Regions from separate parts of the Dromaius novaehollandiae genome. Here region 2 is linked to region 1. The links are chromatin contacts, called in public Hi-C maps. All regions are on one chromosome and are shown on one strand. The core of a region is the stretch at or near the end of the contact, and the rest is flanking DNA. Distances in the headings are between cores, read along the strand shown.

Region 1 (5,219 bases), core at 1,807-4,306:
TTATGTAGGGAATTGAGAATTATCAGATGAAGTATGGGCAGATGGTGTACATTGATGGCATTTCTGTCACTTCCTATGTTCATCAGATTCTGATAAAATATTAAATGGGAACAAAATTGAAAGTGTGGAAACTAGAGTAAAGATCCTACAAATGTACAAATCTTGGAGGCTGCCAGATAAAGTCACAAAGACCTCATTATTGTCTTAGAGTTTTAAAGGAGGTAAAAACTTAAGAACCTCATCCTTGTGGGCTCCAAAGAGGAGAAAGGAGATTACTGATCTTGCTCCAGTTTTGCTCACACCTTCAGTATTAGAGGTTAGTAGGCTGTTTTTTAAAAAAGCCTCTCCAATCTTTTCAGGGCCCTTGTCAACTCCAAATGCTTGGAGTTTATCAAAAATGAGATATATAGAGCAGGACAAACAGATTTTTCATCATGAATAAGCTGATAGCCTTCTACGATGAAACGACTGGCTTTGTAGATGAGGGGAGAGCAGAGGATGTTGTCTACCTTGATTTCAGTAAGGCTATCGACACTATCTCTCATAACATCCTCATATGCAAGCTGATGAAGTATGGGCTAGATGAGAAGACAGTGAGGTGGACTGAAAACTGGCTGAATGGCAGAGCTCAGAAGGTTGTGACCAGCGGCATAAAGACTAGTTGGAGGCCAGTAATTAGTGGTGCACCCCGTGGGCTGATACTGGGTCCAGCACTGTTCAGCTTATTCATCAAGGACCTGGATGAAGGGACAGAGTGCACCCTCAGCGAGTTTATTGATGATACAAAACCAGGAGGAGTGGCTGATACATCAGAGGACTGTGCCGCCATTCAGAGGGACCCCAACAGGCTGGAGAAATGGGCAGAGAGGAACCTCATGAAGTTCAACAAAGGCAAGTGCAGGGTCCTGCACCTGGGAGGAATAACTGGTGCATGCACCAGTAGAGGCTGGGCACTGACCTGCTGGAAAATAGCCCTGTGGAGAGGGACCTGGGAGTCCTGGTGGACAGCGAGTTGACAATGAGCCAGCAATGTGCCCTTGTGGCCAAGAAGGCCAATGGTATCCTGGGGTGCATTAGGAGGAGTGTTGCCAGCAGGTCTAGGGATGTGATCCTTCCCCTCTACGCAGCCCTCATGAGGCCACACCCTGAGTGTTGGGCTCAACAGTAGGAGAGAGATACGGAGCTACTGGAGTGAGTCCAGCAAAGGGCTACTAAGATGATGAAGGGACTGGAGCATCTCTCATATGAGAGAAGCCTGAGAGAGCTGGGATCGTTTACCCTAGAAAAGAGAAGGCTGAGGGGGGATCTTATTTATGTGTATAAATATCAGGGAAGGGAAGGGAAGGGAAGGTGTAAAGACGATGGGGCCAGACTCTTCTCAGTGGTGCCCAGTGACAGGATGAGAGGCAACGGGTGCAAACTGAAACACAGGAAACTCCATCTGAATATAATAAAAAACTTTTTTTTCCCTATGAGGGTGACTGAGCACTGGAACAGGTTGCCTGGAGAGGTTGTAGAGTTTCCATCTTTGGAGATATTCAAAAGCCATCTGGACATGTTCCTGAGCAGCCTGCTCTAGCTAACCCTGCTTGAGCAGGGGGTTGGACTAGATGATCTCCAGAGGTGCCTTCCAACCTCAGCCATTCTGTGATTCTGTGGGGCTGTCCTCATTGTCAAAGAATATCAATGGGCTGTCCTCATTGTCAAAGAATACAGTTTCTGTATTCTGATGTGCTTTAATTTGCTTTGTGCTAATGGTCAGTTTGAAGAAAACTGATGTTTTTTATCAAGTACAGAAGTATAGACTGTGCTTTTTATCAGAGGGATTTGATATACAATCACTCAGAAGCTGCATTACCTTGGAGGTGTGATGAAACCTAGCATGGCTGTTGGCAGGCTTACAAGGCAAGTATGGGGTCAGCACAGGACCAAGATCCAGATCCACTTCACTGGACTAAACACAGGCATCCACACTGTAGACACACACTTTTGAGGTAGCCTCCATTTAAAATCAATACAGATTTAATCAATACTATCAGTGCATTTTGAGTATGATACATTTTATCTGTAAATGATGCCTAAAGACGTGAACCCCCTTTCTAAGATGCCTAAAATGATCACTCATGCCCTAAATGTGCCTCTGTCTCTCAAATAACAAGAAATGGAGCATAGGTGACTATCCCAGTGGAGACATCCCTTGCTGCCTATTGGTAGTGAAGAGTTCAAAAGACATGGTAAGCCAGCTGCACTCAAGTATAAAGTCAGCTATTTGCCTGAGCTGCCATGAGTCCTCCTTTTATTCTTCAGTCAATTATATAGAAGTTACTCGTACTTTACAAGTTCCCATCCACTTTTCCAAGTGCATCCATATGGGAGCACTGGCTGGACTTTCACTATACATGCCTCCATGGATATGTAGTTAGCATCCTACAAGCTGTTGATTAGTTTATCTGACAACCTTTTTCAAGAGAAAGGGAGAAAGTACCTTTGAAATGTGCGCCTGCTGTACAAACCACACATTTAACAGTCAAACAGTAGGCATGAGAGCTTTGAACACCCTGCGTGAGATTCATTTCACTTAAGATTTAGACAACCCATTAGGCCCCAAATTCTCATGTATTAGGTATTCTTGCAGGTATTTAACATAGGTGAGGTTAGGTACCTCAGTTCTTTAAAGCATGGACCTAGGCAGCTCCCTGCATTGTGAAACACTTCAGTATCTGTGTAAGTCTAGCCCTAGGCTCTCTTAATAAATATTTGAGATGAATGAGGTTTATTTTCCCTTAGTTACATGTCATCGCATGCATGATTTCAGTCATTCTAATGTACACTCCCAGTCACTTCGCCCTTTGGATTACTTCTTCTCTTGCTTTACACACCTGTGTGCTGGGAGAAACCGGGAAACGTAGTTTAATTGGAGAAGGATGGGTGAGTTCATAAGTGCCGTCTCTCCCCTTAGGCAGAGAACAGCAAGCGATTTCAAAGCCTACTGGTGATTTGGCTTGTCATTCTGGCCAGAGGGGGAGTGGCAGAGGGTGAAGAAGCACATTAAAGTAGACTGAGGAAGTGACCCTGAGATGCAACTGTGAGGCAGGCTTTTAACTAAAGTCAATTACTTATCTAACTACCTAGAAATCATAAGGAAGAATACCTCCTGGTGAAACAAAGGAGAGATGATGAGGAGGAGAATGAAAGGACTTCAGCTGTTCATTTTCAGTGCAGGTGAGTACTAACTTGGTTATGTCCTCAAGGGCTGGGTAGAAGAAAAAAGCACTATCAAGTCAGAATACCCAATGGAATTTGTGTGTTTCTTTTTTGTTTAGTAAAAGTTCCTGCATGTTTATGATCAGGCAGATGTGTTTATCATTTCTATGCTGAATGTCCAGACTCACAGGCATCTCCTAAAGCCACAAGACAATTTCAGGAACAGGGAAAGAATGTTATTCTTCATGACGCTGGAAAATGTTTTAAAAAAAGTTGTTTTAATGGTGTCTATTAAACACAACCTTTGTGTCTGAAGAAGAAATTTCTACAACTGGAAGTGGAGAAGTCTTTGGAGTTTACTACTTTATACATAAATCTGCATGTAGCATATATCTTCACAAGTTTATATCCTACTGTTAATATGTACTCTTATATGATTTGTCATCTCTACAGATTATGCATGGCAAGCAGATGCAGACTAATCCCTACCAACACATATAAATCAGACAGCTTGCCCTTGGCCTTCATCACAGAATCCCCTCTCTGATCTGCCATTCCCATCCTGCCTTGCAGGGCCTACAATCTCACCTCCACTGCTTTTTGACCTGTCTGTTGCCTTCTCACACAAATGTACCTATACCTTCTAGACTTTAAACAAAGCTACTCATATGGAAATCGTTCATCTTTTTACAAAAGATCCTGAAAACGTCACCTTAACACTAAGACCTGTAAGAAGAAAATTCACAAAATTTAATGTAATTAGAAAAAATGAACATGCTCCCTATATAACAAACATGACTTGGGTCATGAATTGATGATCAGAATATAAATTGTGTAGCCCTATTGGTATTCATTCTACTTTTTCGTTATTCTCACATTTGGTGCTATGTAAATTACAGATTTGTAAACTTTTCAGAGCACAGATCTATCTGTTTTGTGAAGCTCTTCCTTACGGTGTGGGAGGGCTCAAGTGATAATAATCCAGTGTTAAAACACTGGCCTGTGAAAAATTGCTGAAGAAGGTACAGGAAGTTTCTGCACTGCATCAGAATGGAGAAGCTGCACAGCACACTGCAGTGGGGATGCTAGAGTTATCTTGAACAAATTGTCAAGATCTCAGCACAGGCTGACTTCTCCTGCTGAACTTTTCACTGCAATTGTGTGAATAACTGATGCTTTGTCCTTCTTGCTGAATGAAAAGCCCCGAACAGTCACTTTGAATTAGAGTATTTCATTTTAATGCTAAAGAATTTAATTTCACATTTAAGAGGTTTTCCCTCTCCCACTTCTGAATTAAGCTACAGATAATTTCTGAAGTATTAAGAAACTAAAGTCAAAGCATTTCCTTTTAAAAGTTCCTCTTAAAACAACACATTTCAACTTTTCCTGCTTTTCTCACTTGCCAAAACAACTAAGATGAAACAGTGTTAATAGTTTTGCTTGATCAGAATCTCAGATTTTTTTCAGTAAGCAAATAATCCTCTGTAATTTTTTCACTGTGTTTTGATACCATTTATTAGCATTTACTCCATAAGCGGATGTGAAAGTAAACGAGTCATTTATATTTTCTTCCTTCTTTTTTTTTCTCCTTTGTACTAGTACAAAGGTATACGTTGAGCAAAGGGAGAGAAAACCTTTCTCAAATTTCTTTTAAAAATGCTATAGAAATACTAATTAGTAACAAAAGCGGTAATTTTAAGGCCTGAATCTAGATGATGCCATCCCCCTACTAATATATAGGCTATTCAACTTACCTATTTTGAAATGTTTTTAGAATTAACCCTCCTGTCCCTTCAGCTGTGCTTTGAATAGATTGTGTCATTTCAAAAAAAAACACCCCAAACCCTGAAAAACAAACCTCAGTTTTTAGGTATGCTACCTATAAATAGCTGGCCGTTCTACCTGACAAAGCAAGATTTGTAATGCCTAATGATAGTAAAAAAATGATATGCTACTGAATTGACCACCACCTTTGAAACAGTTGGTGTCCTTGTGAAAAGTGCGGTGAGAAGAGG
Region 2 (5,219 bases), core at 1,992-4,491, 390 kb after region 1:
TACACAGCATTTAACAAAATATGAGGATGATTGTGCTGCATCGCCAGTGATGAGGTGGTGGAGCAGCTCAAGGGTTCCCTGGGAGCTCCTGGGGAAGGAGGACGGTCTCTGCAGTTCACTTCGTCCTTGTCCTTGGCCAAGCCCAGGCAAAAACCCCCATCAGCAGTGCGGGAAGGCTTTCTTGCAAAGATGTTTACTCATGGGGACTGTGATTAAGATATAGTGCTCCACGACTCATTTACCACACTCCACTAAACAGCCTTTGCTTGGGAATAAGTCTCACTCGCTACAGTCTTGTGTTTGGATAATTAATTGCTTTAATAAGGAGCTTAATTAAAGGTGCAGAAGCAGGATAAACAGCAGAAATGTTAGCTGAGCAGTGAAGACCCCTTCTATAAAGAGAAATGTCTGCCTGCTGCTGGCTTGGGATATTGGGTTACGAGGATTGCCTTGCCACATCCCACAGCAGGTTTCACACCTCGATGCTGTTTCTTCTAATAAAAGCCACACTGACTGGTGCAACGGCACAACACAAAGGGCCCGTGTTGCCTTCCCAGGCCAGGCTGTGCTGAGGGGAGCCCTGATGAGACAGCCTGCTTGTAAACAGCACGCTTTTGGTTGCTATCTGTGGAGCAGGCTGGCATGGGGCTCTGGCACTAAGAAAGGCAAGGAGGCTCGCCAGGGTGTTAATCCTGGCCCTAACACAAATTTCCTCCATGGCCTCAGGAGGGACACCCAGTTTCTTTGTTCTCCCACCTCTGAAGAGAGGATAATGTTTATCTCACTGCTGAGAGTTAGCAGCATGTTGTTCAAGTGCTGTACAAGGGCACGGGGCACACGCACAACATGCGGGCAAACTGTCAGTTTGCTTCCCTGGTGACGAAAGGGCATTTCCAGGGAACTGTGGCACGCAGAAACCCTCCTGCTCATTCTCCATGTGCAATCCCAAATCTCATATTGTCCTGGAAGAGGTTACAGGGCTATAGCTGCCCTCCATGCCATTGCAAGGAACCACATCGATGTGATGCACCTCTGCCACCTGCCACCCCTCACCTTCAGGGCAGTTGTCCAGCCTCATCATTTCCACAGCCCATAACAGGGAAGACGAACACTTCTGACCCCAGCTGAGTTATGGAGCTTCAGGAACAAATGAACTCCAGAGCAGGAATGGGCTATTTCACCCTCCCCTCCCTGCAAATAGCTATCGGCAGGAAAAAAAATTCAATTTTCCTCAATTTTCAGGGCAACTGAATGCATTTGTAAATGCATGCCAAGTTTGACAAATAGTTTTGGCTTAAATAATGGACTGGTTTTTTTTTCCTTTTCAATCTAAATCTTTCAGTTCCACAGTTTCTAGGCAAAACATTTCACTTTTTCATTTTGAAATAATGTTCCATTGTGAAGCATGATATTTTTAAAAGCACAAAGCAAAACACAAGCCCTGAAAAATGAAGAAAATGGCACCAAATTTTTGTGTCAAAAAAAAGGTTTTAGCCAACCCACAGGATTTATTTTTTTCCATGGTTGGTATTAACAAGAAAACTGGAAAACCTGCATCTCTGGACAACCTGAAATTATTCTTTGTTATCCCCCTAACTGTGAGCTTAGAAATCAATTTTCACAGGCCCATTTTATATGCAACCACATCCCTGTTGTCAAAATAATGTATCTACTCTGATTTGTACCCAAAATAAACAGATTAAGAAGATTCCTGAAGTAGAGATGCTTAGCACCATTCCTCTTCCTACGTCGTCCAAGCCCATTGGTAGCACTTTGATCTAAATAAGACAGATATTTTCCTCTCCCTGCCCACCAGGGAAGCTTGCTGCAGCTTGTACTGCAGTTCGTAGTGGTTGCAGTATCAGTACCATGACCTTAAAACCATCACCCTGCACCTGCCTAGCATCTGAACTTCCTAGAGCCCTTTATGAATGAACTAAGCCTTACAATAAATCCACGAGGTGCATGAAATACGCCCAGAGATGACTTTCCCCACTGCCAAAGTCCTCATTTGCCAACATGTGGCCTTTTCTTCATGCTTCGCTCTCAGCCTCACTTAACATTTGGGCTTTTCCAGCCATCGCTGGATGGTTACTTTCTACCTCAGTAGGCAAATCAGCTAATGGTATCTATCTCAAGCAGTCAGACAGAGGGAAAATGTATTCACATTGATGCAAATTATTTGATCCCCTAAGCATTGCCTAATTAACTTGGTTGGAAGGCAAAATAGGGTTGGGTACCTGCTTTCTCATAAACAGGCTCATTCGTGCAGAGGGAGCTGATGACCCAAGCTGCATCTAAATTGCTGTATCCCTTGCAAGTCTGGGGGCAGCTCCTGCTGAGAACCACTCAGGTAAATCTATGGAAAAACCCAGACATCAGAGAACCGCTGTGAAGTTCCTCCTCAGATGACTGGCAGTTCGTGTCTGAACCATAGCAAGCGTTGCATGGACAGCCTGGTGTTTTCATTGCAGCAGGCTGAAGACCACTCCAGTGGGATAAACGTCAGCCTGTGTCACAGTGCCCGACTTTGCTTTACCGGGGAAGCAGCTTGTAAAACTCTTTCTTGACTTCAGCTAGAAAAAAAGTCTTCCTTGTTTCTTGACATTGCCCTCAGATGCTCTCTAGCCGGATGCTAGGGCTCACTCCTTGGCTATCTTCCACTTGCTGCAGAATGCCTTTGCCAGCGGGTGTCTAATTCCCCTCGCTTTGTATGAGCATAAATGTCCTGTCCCACACACAAACCATGGAAAATACAGGTCCCCATCCTCTTCTCTTTGTTACTAATACTTAACCATCAGCCGTCAGAAAAGGCTCTCACATCTTTCCTCATTCTGGCTCTCTGCGTATTTGCGTTGCTGGTTGTCTGCGGTCCCTCCTGGTCCCAGCTCCCGGGAACCACGAACTCCCACTCCCCTGCAATGAGAGCAGGAGGAGCTTCTGGTTCCTAAAATCAGAGATGCTAAAACTGTGGAAACGCCAATGCAGCTGCCAAGAGAGGGCGTTGAGGCACTGTCAGTGGCAAGGCTTGCGCGAGTTTCACACGCTCCAGGGGCCAGTGGCAGCCCGGTGGCTCTGCTGGGCACCTGGAGCGCTGACCACTGAGCTTCACACCCCTCCAGGGTGTTTGTTTGGCTTTTAGTTATGCCATAATTTCTGCTCTGTAGAAGCACAAGAAAGCACAGGTGCTTTTGCTTAGGGATCAGCAGTGCTTCACAACCAAGCAGCCTGCGTGGTCCGATGGCGGCACCTTGCTGCCTGTGCAGGCAAGGCAATGCTGTGACGGGCTGCTGGGTGCAGCCCACGGGTGCCTGGGCTGTGGGGCTGAGTGCAGCCTGCCAGCTTCTCTCGTTTTTCTTCCTGGCTTCTTAACTTTGCTTTGTTGCTTCTCACTCACTTAAGGAGGCTCAGGCAGTCAGAAAAAGTGGAGCCTGTCAATCCAGTCACGCCTTAGCACAGCCTTGAGGGTGCAGGCTGAAGAGAGAGGGCTGACTCCCAGCACGTCCCCAGCCTTGAGTGGCAGGCAATGGCTGAGACCCCCCCCAGGGACCATTTTCTCCCCCACCAAGCTGTTGTGGCTGTGGGCACTGCTCTCTGCTGTGAGGCGGTCACAGTACCCATAAACCACAAAAAAAAAAAACCCCAAAACTAGCAACGAGGGCATGAACATGGATGGTGTTTCCTGGCTGAAATCGGCGATGAGAGGACCCACGTGGACACCTACTGTATCTGAAGCTGGAGAAATACGTGCTGTGCCAGCGGGTGCCCCTAGGATGAGTGCCTGGGACAGGTTGCTAGTGGAGAGATGAGAAGGCTTTTATTGTCTGAAAATCCCTGCTCCCCACTGGCTTTCTAACCCTCGGCAGGTGAGTGTGCGGGAGCAGGGTCTGGGCACAGCAGACTCCTGCGGTAGTGTGAAGCAGGTCGATCACAGGTTGGGCAGGGTCCCCCTCACCTTCCCCTTTTCCAGCTGTGCAGGAGTGCAGAGGGGGTGTCCGTGGCCTCAGCTGCCCTCTCGCTGTGGTGGAGTGCCATGGGTTTCCTTCCCATGGCACTGAGCCTCTCATGAGCTCCACCTGCACCTTCAAGAGGTAGGGCAGGTACCTCAATGAGCTGAAAAGCCCATCCACCTCCAAAGCTCATGTCAGGCCACACTGGTGGTGCTCCCTAACAGAGCAAAGCCAGGTGAGTGCTCTTCAGACAGCTACCTGCACCTCTGAGATGAACAGCAACGTTTATGGAAATGAATACATTGTTTAAGGTGAAGCTGGGGTCAGTATGTGTCTTGAAGGAGAATTTCAGCTGAAGCATGAAATGCATTTTGGGTTGATTTCTGAAATCTTTAACTCTCTCTTCTTTAAGAGAGATGCTGTGTTTAAAGTGAACGTTCACAAGTAACAAGTGAGGCTTTGCAGTTGGGTGAAACGAGGGCCAGGATTTCTAGCACAAACTCTCTCTGTGTCCTCCAGAAAGCCACTGAGCTACCTGGGGATCTGCTCTCCTCTTCGGTAAGTGGGGATGCTCATATGGACTTAGTTGTTGCTGGGGAATAATTGTAGAGTAGGCCAATCTCTGGCCTCTGTTGATAGTCCGTAATAAGCAATCTTACAGCAGTATCATTTTAAATACCAGAGCAAGGAAATTATTTTGGAAAAACTGTTCTGGACTGGTTCCTTGGATGTAAGCAATTATTGGCTTGTAAATGGGTTTTGACCAGCGGCATACACCCACACTGATGTGATGTTCCCTGTTTGTATGACAGCATCCGAGATGTATGTTTGCCTGGTGAAAATTTACTGCTATGATTTTTGGCCTGGATTTCACATTTTGGAGGCTATAGCTGCCTGTGGGATGGAGGGAGAGAAATGTGAGCTGGATCAATGCAATGAGGAAGGAGTCAAACACAAGGCAACTGTATTTGTTGCAGGGAAATGGATGGAGACTGTGGAAAGCAATCACTGTTTGGAGTGAGAGAGTTATGGTATCCAATCAGGAAACAAGGAAAGAGTACATTTCAGAGCCGTAACTCGCGTTAGCTTCCTGTTAACCGTAATAATAACTACATCCTGGAGTGATCTCAGAGTTCATTTAGACCAAGATACAATTATTACATTGTGTGCAACAAGCACCCTCAATTTGCTGTGTGGTATTGAGTCTGTAGTCGTCTCACTTAGGAGATCCGGTTTCCAGAGGCCAGCGGGGAACAAAGTGCCTTCTCG

What was found. Hi-C and Micro-C count contacts between places; a contact is called where the count stands out from the background.
Region 2: a contact with region 1 is called in a Hi-C map of liver, with 8 times the contacts expected there. The contact joins the enhancer-like site here to the promoter of GPA33 in region 1. A contact is called at or near these places in 2 of 4 Hi-C or Micro-C datasets (brain and liver).

The regions. Positions count from the first base shown.
Region 1 is chr1:102,815,449-102,820,667 of bDroNov1.hap1, forward strand. It overlaps GPA33 (glycoprotein A33), which reads left to right and starts at 3,057. Exons shown (of 7, transcript XM_026093353.2): 1 at 3,057-3,222. The coding sequence starts at 3,174.
Region 2 is chr1:103,205,415-103,210,633 of bDroNov1.hap1, forward strand. No RefSeq gene overlaps it. Among named protein-coding and RNA genes, the nearest start is that of CD101, 52 kb to the left of the region's middle. Within about 2 kb of position 3,242, at least 2 of the 2 cell types and tissues checked have open chromatin away from gene starts, as enhancers often do.